Regions from separate parts of the Mus musculus genome. Here region 2 is linked to region 1. A link is a contact called in public HiChIP or PLAC-seq data. All regions are on one chromosome and are shown on one strand. Each heading gives the region's core, a stretch centred on a gene start, on an enhancer-like site or on the middle of the called end of the contact. The rest is flanking DNA. Distances are from core to core; before and after follow the strand shown. Region 1 overlaps Lrig1 (leucine-rich repeats and immunoglobulin-like domains 1). Region 2 has its middle 68 kb from the start of 4930511E03Rik.

What was found. HiChIP or PLAC-seq counts read pairs in DNA pulled down with a chosen protein or histone mark.
Region 2: a contact with region 1 is called in an H3K27ac HiChIP or PLAC-seq map of T-cell acute lymphoblastic leukemia, with 4 times the contacts expected there. The contact joins two enhancer-like sites. A contact is called at or near these places in 5 of 484 Hi-C or Micro-C datasets (the G1E-ER4 cell line, adipose-derived mesenchymal stem cells, embryonic stem cells and 2 more), 7 of 115 datasets of contacts at active chromatin or transcription factors (T-cell acute lymphoblastic leukemia, astrocytes, double positive thymocytes and 2 more) and 1 of 9 other capture datasets (embryonic stem cells).

What each region holds. Positions count from the first base shown.
Region 1 is chr6:94,633,146-94,635,965 of GRCm38.p6, reverse strand. The region is part of intron 3 of Lrig1 (leucine-rich repeats and immunoglobulin-like domains 1); the gene reads left to right. Among named protein-coding and RNA genes, the nearest start is that of Mir7041, 28 kb to the right of the region's middle. Within about 2 kb of position 1,420, at least 63 of the 459 cell types and tissues checked have an H3K27ac peak or open chromatin away from gene starts, as enhancers often do. A contact at or near this core is called in T-cell acute lymphoblastic leukemia, where this site is marked.
Region 2 is chr6:94,874,180-94,876,999 of GRCm38.p6, reverse strand. No RefSeq gene overlaps it. Among named protein-coding and RNA genes, the nearest start is that of 4930511E03Rik, 68 kb to the left of the region's middle. Within about 2 kb of position 1,404, at least 3 of the 459 cell types and tissues checked have an H3K27ac peak or open chromatin away from gene starts, as enhancers often do. A contact at or near this core is called in T-cell acute lymphoblastic leukemia, where this site is marked.

The DNA of each region.
Region 1 (2,820 bases), core at 171-2,670:
GAATAGGAAGTTTTGTGGTATGCTGTCTTGAGTTGGTGCAGCAGATGGGCTTTCATGTCCTCTGCTTTCAGGAGGGAGAAGGGATGGCTTCTCTGTGTGATCTCCATGCTTGTCCTTTGCTCTAGAGCCAGGAGGCAGGGCCAGCGAGCGACCAAGAAGAAACGGTGTTGGGGGTGCTTAGCACTCATGGGTCAAAGATGCATGCTTGCTGTAGGAACAAGAAGTGGATCTACCCCAGCTGGTTAGAGGTCAGTCTTGGATTTGCTTTGGAGTCTGGCTCCCTGAGACAGCTTGGTTGTTCCAGTGGCTGGAAATGGTATTCTTACCGCTGAAGCAGGCCTGGTTCCTAAGTGAAGAAGCTGAGAGCTCTGACTCAGTCCTTTGTTCCTGAGAGAAGAGCCAGGCTTGCCTATTTGCATTGAATGTGCAATGGAACAGGAGGGAGCCAGTCAGTCAGTCATTGTTCTCACTTTTTATTTCAAAGCACTTCCTATGAGCTAGATTCACAGATTGCTTCTGAGGATGCAATGTGACTAATAAAACAAGTACTCATTTTATTGAGCAACTGCTAGAACATGTTAGGTCATATCAGCCTGTGGGTTATAGGAACTTCATACTCCACTTTACAAATGCGACTCTTTAAGATTCACACCTGTGAGTGGCACCACTGGGCTGTGAGCTTGAGTGACAGCAGACACAGCACATCTCCAGTAGGGCTCAGACAGATCTTGTGCATGTTCACGTTGATTGTCTTTCAAGGAGAACACAGAGAGGCTCTGAGCTTGGCTGAGTGTTCGGGAAGAGTTACTTGGGGCCCGGGGTGTAGTTGATGGCAAAGATGAAGCCCCAGAGAGAATGTGGTTATATTCTCAGCAGCTGGGCTGCCTTGGACATGACATAGGTGTTTGCATCTGGGCAGGGCTGTCAGAAGACCTGTGCCGTAGCAAACTTCTTCCTGTTGATTCTGCCTGAAGTTCTTTGCTCGAACGATTTCTTTTGCAAGAATGCTGGTGAATCCCATTTGTGTGCTCACCCGTAGCTCTTTTGCATCGAGCTGCATTCCCTCTTGGTGACCTGTATTGCAGCTTGTACCCTTCTAGTGCCTGGAGGCACAGTCGGAAGTAGAGACACGTCTTTCTTCGTGGCAGCATGCCATGGTGGGAAAGAAGATGGTGAACTAGATAAATATGCACCCAGGATAGCAGACAGCAGTTGGAGTATAGACAGGGCAGGTGACGGGGTGGGGGGGGGGAGGTGGTGGTGGTGGTGGTGTATGTGGGTGTGTGATTTCAGAAAGGGTAGCCAGGAAAACCTCACTAGCAGGGAGTAGGGGATGAGACGCACGGCTCTGTGGAGTGTCCCAGGCAGTAGAAGCTGGAGGTACAAAGGCTGGTGGCTTCCCCAGCGAGGACAGATATGGGACAGAGCATCTGAAGTTGAAGATTAGGAGCTTAGGCAGGTCTGGCACAGACACTGTGCCTAGAGGCCTGAGGTGACAGGTGGGCTACAGTTAGGGTGGAGTTGATTTCAGGAGAGGTGTGGCAGGAACCAAGGACTCCGTTCCTTTTGACTTTTAATTTTTTTTTTTTAACTGAAGTTAAAATAGACATGAAAATGAAGCAGGAAGTTCAGTAGGTTTTTGAGTTTGTTGTTGTGCAGCCTTCCTCAAGGGGCTTCCTGACCTGCAATACTAAAACTCCATGTCCACTGCCAAGCAATCTTTATTTTTATTTATTTATTTATTTATTTATTTATTTATTTATTTATTAAAAGCCCCTGATTTTGCAACCACTTTTATATTTTACTTTTTGGTGCCTGCCCACCCTCCTTTCCTTCCTTTTGAAACAGGGACTCATCATATAGCCTAGGGTACCTAGAACTCTCTAGAACTTGCCATCAAACTTGCAATCCTCAGGGCTAGGGTTAGGATTAGATTCTGGCACCCACGTAATGCTAGGCATTCTGAAATGCCCTTAGCTCTAGCGCTGAGAGATCTAATAATACCCTCTTCAAGCCTTCACATGTGCACAGGTTTGCATTACACACACACACACACACACACACACACTCAAAGTAAATCTTTTTAAAAATTTATAATTGTTAGTGCTAAGAATGCTATTTTGTATGTGTTGTACAAAATGATAAAAGTATGGTTAGGGCCATGTACAAACTGTTGGAAATTCTATCCTAATTTAAAAGAGAATTCTTTGAACAATGTGTGTGTGTGTGTGTGTGTGTGTGTGTGTGTGTGTGTGTGTGAAACTGAGATCATCAACTGAAACAGCAATTTTTAAAATGTAATATTTGAATATATTTCAGAGATGAACTAGTATGATCCATGTTCAGCAATGACCGGAAAGTTTAGAAGTCTTTGCTTTTTAGAGTTAAACAATTACCTTTCTATAAGAACAGAGAGCTTGCACAATGGTAGGCATATGGGTGTATAAAATAGGTATACAAAATAAACCTACTGACAACAGGCCATCAATTACTTTGAAACATTTCTTTGGTGTATATACAAATCGTACAGTAAAAGCACTGGCGTTTGTAACTGACAGTCGTTTCAAATGTAAGCTGAGATGTCTTTCTGTAGCGTGCGGACACACACAGCACAGCCATTGGTATTCAGACCCTGGGCTGCAGTAAGTCCACGTGATCCACCATGGGTATGTGCAATTGGGAGCACTAGTGACACCTTCAATTTTGAATTACTATTTTGTCAGTGTACATTCAGAAACCTACTACCGAGTTTTCCCCTCCTCCATGCATCCATTCAGTTATACGATCACACATACGGTGGCACACACAGCTTAGGCAACT
Region 2 (2,820 bases), core at 155-2,654, 240 kb before region 1:
GTTAATGCTTGTGAAGATCTAAGAACCAGCCCTCTTCATATTTCCCCAGACTCTAAGAGATAATGAACTTAACTCGGTTTGCAGTGTCTGTGAGATACCCAGGCAAAGCCATAGGCAATAGTCAAGAAAACAAAGGTCATCAAGACAAGAAGCTAAGCACAAAAAGAAGAGGACAACATAACAGAAATCGCTCCTTTTAATAAACCAAACAATAACTGTGAACCGCTCATCAGAAAAGCTCTCCCATAAATATCAACAATTCTGCAGGCCCCGTGAAGTCACACAGAGAACCAATGTAACTTCCCGTGCTCGCCCCCAAGGAAGGAAAACTGGACACATCTGCAGGTTTAGACTCAGCCCCCAGGACAAGCAAGTCTACAGGGCTCACTCCTGGCTGACTCACCTTCTATCATCTACAACAGCCAAGAGTCTCCCTCCTTGTTGCTGGCAGGTAGATCTGTGCGACCAAGACAATGCAAGGCAAATCTAAGGATGGATTTTTTTTAACAAGCTTTTCTGGTAACTTCTTTTTCAAAGTTGTCTTCATGAGAAAAATATCAAATGAGCCTTCTAAGCATGAGAGAGAGAGAGAGAGAGAGAGAGAGAGAGAGAGAGAGAGAGAGAGAGAGATCTTCACATGTGCCCCCAAAGGCCCATTCAAGCTGTAATTAAAATGATGGGAACCAAGAAACTTTATCTTCTCCCCTAATCTAACCTCAGAGGCTTGTGTCTCAGACACACCTTATATTTCATTGTGTTAAATCTGTGTGAAAAAGTTCTGTTCCTAAATTAGTTCTGCCAGGTGTTCCTAGAAAATACTTTCCACATGACAGCAGCTCTTGTCACTCTCCTGCTGGAGGATGAAACATGAAAAAAATAGTGTTATATGGCCCTAACTTTGTCTAGGGACTCGTTTGGTTTCCTGTCTCCAGTGACATCATTTTAAACATTTGGTTTTCTCCAAATGGCCGGTGTGTGCTATAGAACCTATTTGCTACGGGTCTTGGCGTGTGACTGTGGAAATATTAAATCATTCCACATGCGTTTGTGTGTGTGTGTTTGCTTCTCCAGGTAGGTTTTGGGCTTTACTTGTGAATTGTGAGTCTGTCTCCCCCTCCCCCTCCCCCTCCTTCCCCTCCCCTCCCCCTCCCCCTCTTCCTCCTCCCCCTCGTCTTCCCCCTCCTCCTCCTCTTTTCTCCATTTTCCTTAGGAATGCTTTGGTGTGGTGCTCACTGAGAACCAGTCACCCCTAACTGATCAGTTCTCTAATCTCAAAGATACACACTGTGACACCATGCATGTGCTGTGCATAGAAGGAAGTGCTTCCGGGTTGCTCTGCCTATAATCCTATCTGTGAGCACCATTGCCCCTTATGATTCGGGAAAACAGGTCAGGGAGCATGTAGCAGTGCTGGATAGCAGAACCTAGCTCTCTGGCTCGAGTTCGCTCACACTGCCTGTGGGACTGGCTTCCAGTCCTTTCAACTAGCAATTTCTGTGGTGCCGTTGCCTGGCAAGCGTGGAAATTGTGCTCCTCAGCCTGGTGATCAGGTATTTCTCACAGGAGCCACTGAGTTAGGAGCTTGCTGGAAGGCCTAGCAAGTGTGCCACAGACTCACAGGCTTTGAATCCCCCGTTCCCTTCCCTTTCTTCACTTCTAGAAAGTCTTGTCTCTATTATCTCTGACTACCACAATATGGGTATCTCACTGCTGCACCCAGGCCGATCATGTTTTGTAGCAATTTGTTAGTCGTTCCAACATCCTAAACCTACTCACTCCTCAAAACTGAAGCCACACTCTAGCGATAAACCTAGCTCACACAGCAGAATCACCCTGCTGCACCCCCCATCTCCCCAACCACCCTTCCCCCTACTTCACCCCACCCCAACCCCACTTATCAGTTGATACACACAGTGGATTGTCTCTCTCCTACAGAATATTAGATGATCTGAAAATCTAGGGATGGCAGGAATCTTCTCCCATGAACACAGAACAGCTCCTCTAAGAGCCCCAGCCTCCTGCCTCCACACCAAGGATTCACATTACTTGAACATCATCTATGTAGTGCTATATGTTTGGATACAATTGCAAAACCTTGAGTGTGGACAATTGTAAAATTCACTCTGCTTTCTAGAACATTCCCTAACATCCTTGGACGTGATACCCAGAGTTAAGTTGCTAGCCTCATGTGACACCATGATCTGGCCTAATGTCAAAACACAGTAACTCTGTTTAAAGGAGAAGAGAATTTGGATTACAGTCCTTTTATGACTTGGTTTAAGAACTGTTTATAGTTCTAGTCTCAAGCGTGTGCCAAATTGTGATGGCTGTGGGCAGCATGGCAGGATGGTAGTATCATTTCTCAGTCCCACCTCCTCAGGGCTGTGGGCAGCATGGCAGGATGGTAGTATCATTTCTCAGTCCCACCTCCTCAGAGCTGGAAAGATGCTTTGAGCTTTGTTCCTGCATGGGCCTGAAGCAGTGCTATTTTGCAAACTAGTGACTGTTCTGCAAGGATCAACATACTTGTGTCACCTCTAGATCCTGTTCCTTCCCTATTTAAATTTATTGTTTTCCCATTCTGGTATCCTCATCTCTACTGAGCCTGGTGTGGTATATACAAAACAAGCCAGACATGAACGATCTCCCTGGCAGAGCATATTCCCGGCTGAGGGACAAGATAATACATGGCAAAAGATAGAAGTGAGAATATGGTTCAGGAAGGCTTCAGAACAGAGAAGCTGAAAGAGAAGAGGAGGGGGCACGAAATCATTTCTGTAGGAACATAGTCTCAGCAAAGAGATAATCCTTAATGTCCTT